Regions from separate parts of the Arachis hypogaea genome. Here region 1 is linked to region 2. A link is a contact called in public Hi-C data. All regions are on one chromosome and are shown on one strand. The core of a region is the stretch at or near the end of the contact, and the rest is flanking DNA. Distances in the headings are between cores, read along the strand shown.

What was found. A called contact is a pair of places that touch in the nucleus more often than the background predicts.
Region 1: a contact with region 2 is called in a Hi-C map of an unstated tissue, with 4 times the contacts expected there. The contact joins the promoter of LOC112777604 here to the promoter of LOC112779594 in region 2. A contact is called at or near these places in 3 of 8 Hi-C or Micro-C datasets (leaf and an unstated tissue).

Annotation. Positions count from the first base shown.
Region 1 is chr19:20,546,313-20,550,997 of arahy.Tifrunner.gnm2.J5K5, reverse strand. It overlaps LOC112777604 (linoleate 13S-lipoxygenase 3-1, chloroplastic), which reads right to left and starts at 2,395. Exons shown (of 8, transcript XM_025821987.3): 1 at 1,381-2,395; 2 at 916-1,196. The coding sequence starts at 1,798.
Region 2 is chr19:20,113,216-20,118,151 of arahy.Tifrunner.gnm2.J5K5, reverse strand. LOC112779594 (subtilisin-like protease SBT1.4) reads left to right here and starts at 1,300. Exons shown (of 2, transcript XM_025823910.3): 1 at 1,300-2,247; 2 at 2,360-4,465. The coding sequence starts at 1,595. The coding sequence ends at 4,058.

The DNA of each region.
Region 1 (4,685 bases), core at 1,146-3,645, 430 kb before region 2:
AGACTAATGTCAAATTTTCTCTTAATAAAATTTAAAATTTTTATTTTAATAACTACATAATAATTTTAATTTTATAAAACTTTTTTGAGTGTATAATCTAAATCCAATAATAAATATTCATACACCAAATGAAGAGATGATAAAAAAGGTCATGGCCTAATTGGCTATCTGTTCAGTATTCTTTCTTTGCCGTTTACTATTCAATATTCTTTCTAGACAGGACTGCTACAGGAAACAAAAATTAAAATAATAAAAATAATAAAAGTATATTAACTATTCAACTAAACTACTTGCTTATATAACTAATATTCAAAAATTCATTATTTCATAGAAAATTGTAAATCAAAATAGAATAATATCAGATAAAAATGTTCATTCTTTACTATTTTTCACTTTTTAATTTATATATAAAAGAAAAGTAGTGTAGGACGTAATTATAGAGTGTATGAGTGTTTTACGCAGCTGTAGTGTTAGGAACAAAAATCGGACCGTCGGATTTTTGGGTACAGGACCCTTCGATTTGTGTTTAAAAAATTAAAAAAATTTGGAGTACATCCGATTTGTGTATTCCAAATTTTTTTAATATTTTAAACACAAATCGAAAGCCTCCAACTTGTGTACTCTAAATTTTTTTAATTTTTTAAACATAAGTCGGATAGCTCAATTTGTGTATCTCCCATAATTTTCAAAAACACAACAGATTACAATATTAAGATATATTTCTCATCCCATTCCATATATAAATTTTTTAGTCGCTATTTTATTCTAAATATATTAAAAAGTATATTAAAAATGCTAATAATTTGAACCTTAATGGGAAGCATATGGAACTCCTTAATTAAAAATTTCTTGGCTGCATAGTAATTAAGGCATACTATTGTTGTCATAAATTTTGGAAAGTTGACGAGAGATTACCTTGTTGGAAAAGAATATCCTTTTTCCAGGATGATCTTTTCGTGCTTGTACCCATGAATTGCAAGGGAAATGAACAGGTCCAGTGGCAAACCCTTCAATTGTTATGCATTCCAAGAAGAACTCTTGTTGATGTTTATTCGACACAGTTATTGCTCCTGGCTCTCCGAAATTAGAGTCAACCATGTACTCCGCTGTGTAATTAACTCTCTCTGCTTTAACATTGATCTTCTTCGACCAATCTTTCAGCACTGCTTCGTTGCTTTTCTTCGCCGCCTTCGTTTCTGCAACACACCAAAATCAATAACAGACTCGTGTAGTTTGCAAAATATTTTCAAGAATGCAAAAACATTCCGGGAACTAGGGAATATTTCTCAAAAGATAAGAAAGAGTTGACTTTCTATTTTTGAGAAAAAAAATAAAAGAGGAAATACAGATTCTTAAAAGTTATAATTAACAAGGTCTTACTTGGATCAATCTCAGTGCTAATAAGTTCCAGAACAATATTCTGTCCAATATTGTCAGTAAGAGCATCAAAATGCTTCACAAGAGTCTCTTTAAAACCTTCTTTGATCTTGTTTCTCACAGTCACCACAGCTCTAACTCTGAATTTCACCGGTTTCTCAGAGGGTACCACAGAAACAGGAACAGGCACAGACGTAGTAGAAGAAGACGAAGTGGAAGATGAAGAAGAAGAAGAGGAGGAAGAGGAGGAAGAGGAAGGGTCCCTCAGCAAATCTTCACTTAAAGCTGCCACAGGAAACTTTACAGCTTTCCTCAACCTCACCAACACAGGGCTTACCAAGAATGGCGATTGATTCTGTTTTAAACTGTTACGTAGAAGGACTCTTGATGAAGAAGCCATGATTTCATTCGCAAAGGCCATGGCTTCAGTTGATGTTGTTGATTCTCTCTCTTTCTCTTTTAATTTCACTGTTCACTGTTTCTCTTCTCTCTCTGCTATGGAAAAGTGGGATCACTGTGGAAGATGTTAGTGGCCTGTTGGTTGGAATGGAATGAGCTGGCTCTTATTTCTTTTATATAGGGAAGAGCGAAGGAAATTTAAATTAAACAAAATATCAAATAACAAGAAAAAAAACAAAAGTGGCAAAAACATGAATCTCACTACACCGTCCATCTCACACGTTTTTAAATAATTGCCAGAAAAATTAGAAAAATTTGTGATTTGTATTTGTAAACCTACAGCTATGTGGTCTGTTTTATTGGCTCTGATTTGTCATTTGTTTCCGTGGAACACTAATGGGATCCTTTTTACTACTCTAATCGTCATCAATATTGGTACTCTTGACTTCAAAATTGAATGAATTGCGAGTCAAAAACATGTGCAGGTTTCCAAGTTAAAAACGCGGTGTTCAAGAACCTAACCCTAAAGTGGACTTGCAACTTTGTAAACACTTTGTGTACACGTTTCTTCTTAGTTTACTCGTGTCCTAATGAAATATATTGTGGATATTATAAATTTAGTATTTCAATGTCTAGTAAGAATTTATATTTTTTAGTTGATATTAGATTAATTTTACTAGGAGTTATGTTACGTGTACACCCAAATCAGTCACTAAAATGAGCTATTAATATAAAATACATATTAAAATATAAATACACATTGAAAATAAATTAAACCACATATATATATACATAAATACATTGTTAACTGATTTTAATAACTAATTTTAGTATACAAATAATATTTCTCCTTTAAAAACATACGTTATTTTCCTAAATGCGTTATTTTGCATGTATTATTTTCCTAAAAAATAAAAATTACAAATAGTTCATTTGAGTGCCGCTGCTCATAAAGTTATCGAAAACCAATTTGTTGGGAAAAAAAACCTTCCAATTTCCATGTTTCTGGATAATTCTCTTTTAGAAAAAAAAAAAAATAGAAGAGGTAACGAGAAATTTTAGTATTTCAAAGAATAATAATTAAATAAAAATTAATTTTAGCATATAAATTAATTTAAATTTGTTTTTAAAATTAAAATTGATTTTATTTTTGTGAACTCAATTAAATTGATGAACTACATTATAAATTAGTTTAAATTTAATTTGTTATGTGAAAAATAATTTGGTTTAATTTAGTATAGTTTGAATTCAATTCATGAAAAAATTAAACCATAAACACTTATCCAAAATTAAAGTGGCTAGATTAGATCTTCTTAATTTATTTTTATTTGAAGAGGTAAAATGTGATCTTTCATTATACATTTCATAGATGAGACAAAAAAATATTAAAATATATTAAAATATTAAAAATCACGCTTTACACTTTTAATTAAAAAAAAGTTGAATATTTAAGTCCATTATTTTTTTTCTACTTGAGAAGATAAAGTATGATTTTTTACTATACATTTTATAGGTAAAACAAAAAAAATATAAAAGAAAAAATATTATTCATACATCAAAATTAACTACTAAAATAAGTCATTAATATATTTGTGTATAAATATATATATAGTTTAATTTATTTTTAATATATTTATATTTTAATATATATTTTATATTAATAACTAATTTTAATAACTAATTTTAACAAACATATAACAAATTAAAAAATATTAAAAAATTAAAATTACACTTTACATCTTCAATTAGAAAAAATCGAAAAAATTTCATCCCTTTCCGTACTCATTTTGTATTTCATTTACCTTTTAAGTAGGAGGGTTTTTACGCAATTAAACTGAAAAAATAATTTTATAATTTTTTTTATATAGGTAAATCAGTAAATGACAACAAAAACTAAAAAATTAGAAAGAGTATTGATTTATCTATTTTAGAAAATATATAAATCTCATCAAACACTAGAAATTAGAAAGAGTATTAGAATCTCTTTATCTATTTATGTACTTAAATTGCTGAGTCGGTGCTCATTTTGTAAATCATAAATCGCATCAAGTCTTTGCGATTTGTTGAATGCCAAAATTAAAAATAAAAAATTTTAGATTAGAGATGCAGATAAAATATTAAAACTATTAGAAACGTGAAAAATAAAATGGGTACTCAATTTGGTTTTTAAATTTGTACGTAGTTTTGATTTAGTTTTTGAGATTTTAATTGTTTTTATCTAGTTTTTAAATTTTATAAATGTATCTTATATTAAGTTTTTATATGGACGGTCAAATATCACGTTAAAATTAGTAAAATGATGCAATTTTAGTTTTGGTATTTAAATAGTCTAGAAACAGCATCGTATCACTTGTTTTGTTAGGTAAAGTTTTAATAAACACCACTTGCGATATTGTTTTTAGATTATTTGAGTGTCAAAATTAAAATGGCATATCTTACAAACATTTGTACGTTAAAAATTGTTTCAAGACTAACATGAGTCATGTTCGTAAAATTTGATGACTAAATAAAGGTAATTGAAATTTTAGAAACTAAATTGAGGCTCGCATGCAAATTCAGAGACTAAATTGAGTATTATCTCAAAATAAAAGAGAAAAATTTATGTATGCTTGATATCAATACTAACTAAAAGGCTAACATTAACAATTTGGAGGTGGAGATATATCACTAATTTAAAATTTTTAAATAAAATTTTTCACAAAATTTAAATAAAAAAATATTATTTTCACAGACAAAAGACAAATAACTTCTTCTATCTATTTGCCCTTTTAAAATAAAACGGACGCTACAATATTTTTGGTAAATAGTGACGGATATCTTAAAGCGGTTTGAGAACCGCCGATAATAATTTTGCGGTGGTCAAAAATCGACGCTATCCGACTTAAAGAATGCAATTATCTGCTGGAATT
Region 2 (4,936 bases), core at 51-2,550:
CTCCTGATTGCCTGGTTCTTCATTTGTTTTGTTCAGAAACCACTTTGAATGATTATTGATTATTGATTAACTTTGCTCATTGTTGCTGTGGTCGTTGTTTGTTCTTTTTAATTTTTTGTTCAGAAACTAGTTTGAATGATTATTGATTAGCTCTGTTCATTGTCGTCTCTATGCTCGTTCTTTTGTGTTCACTGCTAGTGCTCGTTCTTCATTTTTTTTCAAAAACCACTTTAAATGATTATTTATTAACTTTGCTCATTGTTGCTATGCTCGTTCTTCTCTGTTCACTGCTAGTGCTCGTTCTTTGTTTTTTTTGTTGTTCAGAAGCCACTTTAAATAATTATTGATTAGCTCTGCTCACAGCTGCTATGTTCATCTTTTTCTAGTCACTGTTAGTACTCTGTTTTCTTCACTACTGTGCTTTTTGTAATGTGCTATTGGAAAACTTTGCAAAAACTACTATGGTGTATAGTTAGTTGGCAAAATTTGTTAATTTTTCATGAGATTTGCACAATGAAGATATTCCATGAGCTTTAATGAAATTTGTACAATGAAGCATGAGCTTTTACTGTTTATTATGATCAGTTTATCTTCATTAACTTTTGTGTTGACAACCTTATAAAATTTATTCATAAATTGTTACGGTGTTGATGAGTTTAATAATGTGATTGGGGTTGGCAATGGGTAAGGTAGGATAGGGTTTGGACCCTACCTTAATGCTACCCATGGGTTAAAAATTTCATTAAAATTCTACCTTACTTTATCCGAGGGGTTGAGAATCTGTCAACCCTAATCCTACCCGTACTCTATAGTTCTAAATTCTACCTTACCTGTAAAAATATTAAATTTTTCCAAGAAAATATAAAATTCAGTCATTCTAAATTTTATACATATTAATAAAATAAAAAATAAAAAATTAATACTCTAAATTACTAAATTAACTAACTAATTTAGTAATTACTCACTCATTGCAAGTCATTACATAAAAAAAATTGTAAGTTTAACTCTTACTTTTTTCAATATATACTTAATTTTTATAAAATATGTATTATATATGGAATGCATCCAACCCTAAATATGATATAATAAATGATAAATTATTAATAATTAATATGAACAAAAGTTATTAATATATTTTATGAATTATAAATTTAAATATAAATGACATTTTAAGGTTTAAATTAAACTATAAAATTTAACGAATTTATTTATATTTTATTTTATAAAATAATTATTTTAATTAAATTACAGTTAAACTAATTAGGCTAATAAATCAGTAAATCGATAATTAGAATGGTTGAATCATGAGTCTGATTTCAGAACTTGGTTTAAACCCATAGCATCCCCGTCTCCACACATGGGCCCCACACTACCATTTAATAACATATCCTCCTAATCACATGCTGCAAATATCTCTAAACTACCATACACCTTCCCCCATTTGTAGGTCAGATACATTCTTCATCTTTCTTCATCACACCAACAGCTGCCTACCCCTCACTGGCTAAGCTACTAAACCCAACGCCCAATCGACGCCACCTAATATTGCTCACTTCAGTTCCTCCCATTTCTCCGGGTACAAGAAAACACAATAATGGCTTTTACTCGTTCTTTCTCCTCTTGTTTCTCTTCTCTTCTCTTCCTCTTCTGTCTCCTAGCTTCTTTTTCATCCTCCACTTCTGACGCATCATCATCCGACGCTCCACACACCTACATCATCCACGTGTCAAAATCACAGAAGCCATCCCACTTCGCCTCTCCCCACCACTGGTACCACTCTATCCTCCGTTCCCTCCCTTCTTCCGTTGACCACACAACCCTCCTATACACCTACAACTACGCCCTCCATGGCTTCTCCGTTCGCCTAACCGCCGCGCAGGCCGCCGCCCTCCAGCGCAACCCAGCCATCCTCTCCGTCGTGCCGGACCAAATCCGCCACCCCCACACCACCCACACCCCTCGCTTCCTTGGCCTCGCCGAATCCTTCGGGATATGGCCAGATTCCGACTACGCTGACGACGTCATCATCGGAGTCCTCGACACGGGGATCTGGCCGGAGCTCCGAAGCTTCTCCGACGACGGCCTCTCCGCCGTCCCTTCCTCCTGGAAAGGCGTGTGCGAAACTGGTTCCGACTTTCCCGCTTCCTCATGCAACAAGAAGATCATAGGCGCCAGAGCCTTCTACAAAGGCTACGAGGCTTTCCGCGAGAAGCCCATCGATGAATCCACAGAATCCAAGTCTGCTAGGTGATAAAAATTAAATCAAAAGCTAACAATAACGTAACATAGTTACTATTTGAATTTTAATTACGACAAATCTATTCTTATGTTATATAATATATCCTTGCTCTGTTACTAGGGACACTGAAGGCCATGGAACGCACACTGCTTCAACCGCCGCTGGTTCCGTCGTTTCTAATGCGAGCTTGTTCCACTATGCACAGGGCGAAGCCAGAGGTATGGCTACAAAGGCTAGAATTGCAGCATACAAGATCTGCTGGTCAATGGGGTGTTTTGATTCTGATATTCTTGCTGCCATGGATCAAGCTGTTGCTGATGGAGTCCATGTAATTTCCCTCTCTGTTGGTGCAAACGGTTATGCGCCACCGTACTCTCATGATTCCATCGCCGTTGGTGCTTTCGGTGCAGCGCAGCACGGCGTTCTTGTTTCTTGTTCTGCCGGCAATTCCGGTCCCGGTCCGTTCACTGCCGTGAACATTGCTCCCTGGATTTTGACCGTTGGCGCTTCTACGGTTGACAGGGAGTTTCCTGCTGACGTGGTTCTTGGAGATGGGAGTGTTTTTGGAGGGGTTTCTTTGTACTACGGCCAAGAGTTGCCTGATTTTAAGCTTCCTTTGGTTTATGCCTCGGATTGTGGAAACAGGCTGTGCTACATTGGGTCTCTAGAACCTTCCAAGGTTCAAGGAAAAATAGTTGTTTGTGACAGGGGAGTGAATGCTAGAGTTGAGAAAGGTAGTGCGGTGAAGCTTGCTGGTGGGTTGGGAATGATATTAGCCAACACTGAAGAGAATGGTGAGGAGCTTCTCGCGGATGCACATCTTCTTCCGGCAACCATGGTGGGTCAAACCGCCGGAGACAAGATCAAGCAATACATAAAAACAAGCCAATCTCCAACTGCAACAATAGAGTTCAGAGGCACTGTGATTGGTTCTTCACCTTCTGCTCCACAAGTTGCTTCATTTTCTAGCCGCGGACCGAACCATCTCACGCCGGAGATTCTTAAGCCGGATGTTATAGCCCCTGGTGTTAACATTTTGGCAGGGTGGACTGGGAAGATAGGACCTACTGATTTAGAAATTGATCCTAGACGAGTCGAATTCAACATTATTTCGGGTACTTCTATGTCTTGCCCCCATGCTAGTGGCATTGCTGCATTGCTTAGGAAGGCATATCCATCTTTTACACCTGCTGCTATAAAATCTGCTTTGATGACAACCGCTTATAATGTCGATAACTCGGGGGGTAAAATTAAGGATCTTGGAACTGGTGGAGAGTCCAACCCTTTCATTCATGGTGCTGGACATGTTGATCCAAACAGGGCACTCAATCCTGGTTTGGTTTATGATTTGGACATTGATGACTACGTTGCATTCCTATGCTCAATTGGGTATGACAATAGGGATATTGCTGTTTTTGTTAGGGAGGCTCCTAGTTCAGACATTTGTGAAACTAAAGTAGCTAGGACTGGTAAGTTAACTAGTCCCGGTGATCTGAATTACCCGTCTTTCGCGGTTGAGTTTGGTGCGGATCATGGCGAGGTTAAGTACAAACGGGTTGTTACTAACGTGGGGCGTTCGGTTGATGCTGTTTACAATGTGAAAGTTGTTGCTCCTCCTGGTGTCGAAGTTGTAGTATCACCAAGCAAGCTTGTGTTTAGTGCTGAAAACAAGACACAAGCATTTGAGGTAACGTTTACTAGAGGGGTTGGGAATGCGGTTTCTTCAAGTTTTGGGTCCATTGAGTGGAGTGATGGAAGCCACAGTGTGAGGAGCCCGATTGCTGTAAGATGGAGAGAAGGACTCTCAGCATCCATTTGAGTGAACTCGAGCGTTACACGGATCTAGCAGCAGAGGTTTCAGGTTATGGTTTTAGTTTCTTTGTTGGTAATTTATGCTTGCTTATTGTTGTACAAAAGTATGTAATAATTGCTGGGTACTCTCTGTCTTGCAATTTAAATGCTAGCTTTGAAGTAGCAGAAGATGAACTTGTAATGAGTTATGATGGGATCAAGTCACATGAAGTGATGAAATGGCATTGATTAGAATAGCGATAGAAAAAATAGCCGTGGTTCTGCATGACTGCATATTTATTATGATGAATCAGCCAAAATGCTAATCACATTTTAGTTTGTCTTGCCTTTTCTAGCATATCTTCTTACTTCTAAGGAAAATGTTATTTGTATAGTTTGAATTTTTTTTAATAAAAAAGAGAAATTTAAGATTTAGTATTCTAGTGTAAATAACTAGAGTTCATAAATAGAATTAGTGCTAAAATAATGTCTTCAATTTTTCCTTTTATATATATAGAAAATATCACAATTCCATATGATTTATGTGTGGGACAAGAAAAGGTTGCTGCCATGGAAGGATGTAGTTTTTTGCTTTTTTGGTCAGAATGGAAGGATGTAGTTGAAAAACATGCTGGGGTGTTTTAGACAGATAGGCCCAATGAATTTATATTACACAAAAAGATAACGAGTTGTTCAATGGTGGGCCTTTTGAGGAAGAAGCAAATTGGGAAGTGGAAATATTCAGTTTTAGTGACCAATTTGAGTTGGTCGAGTGATTAGCAAATGTCGGGAACTCCAATATTATTTTGTGCATGCAGCTAGCAGCAAATTTTTAAAAGAAATTCAGATATGCTACAAATTGATCATTAATCTGTCAGGTTAAAAAATATCGTGAATAATCAAAAC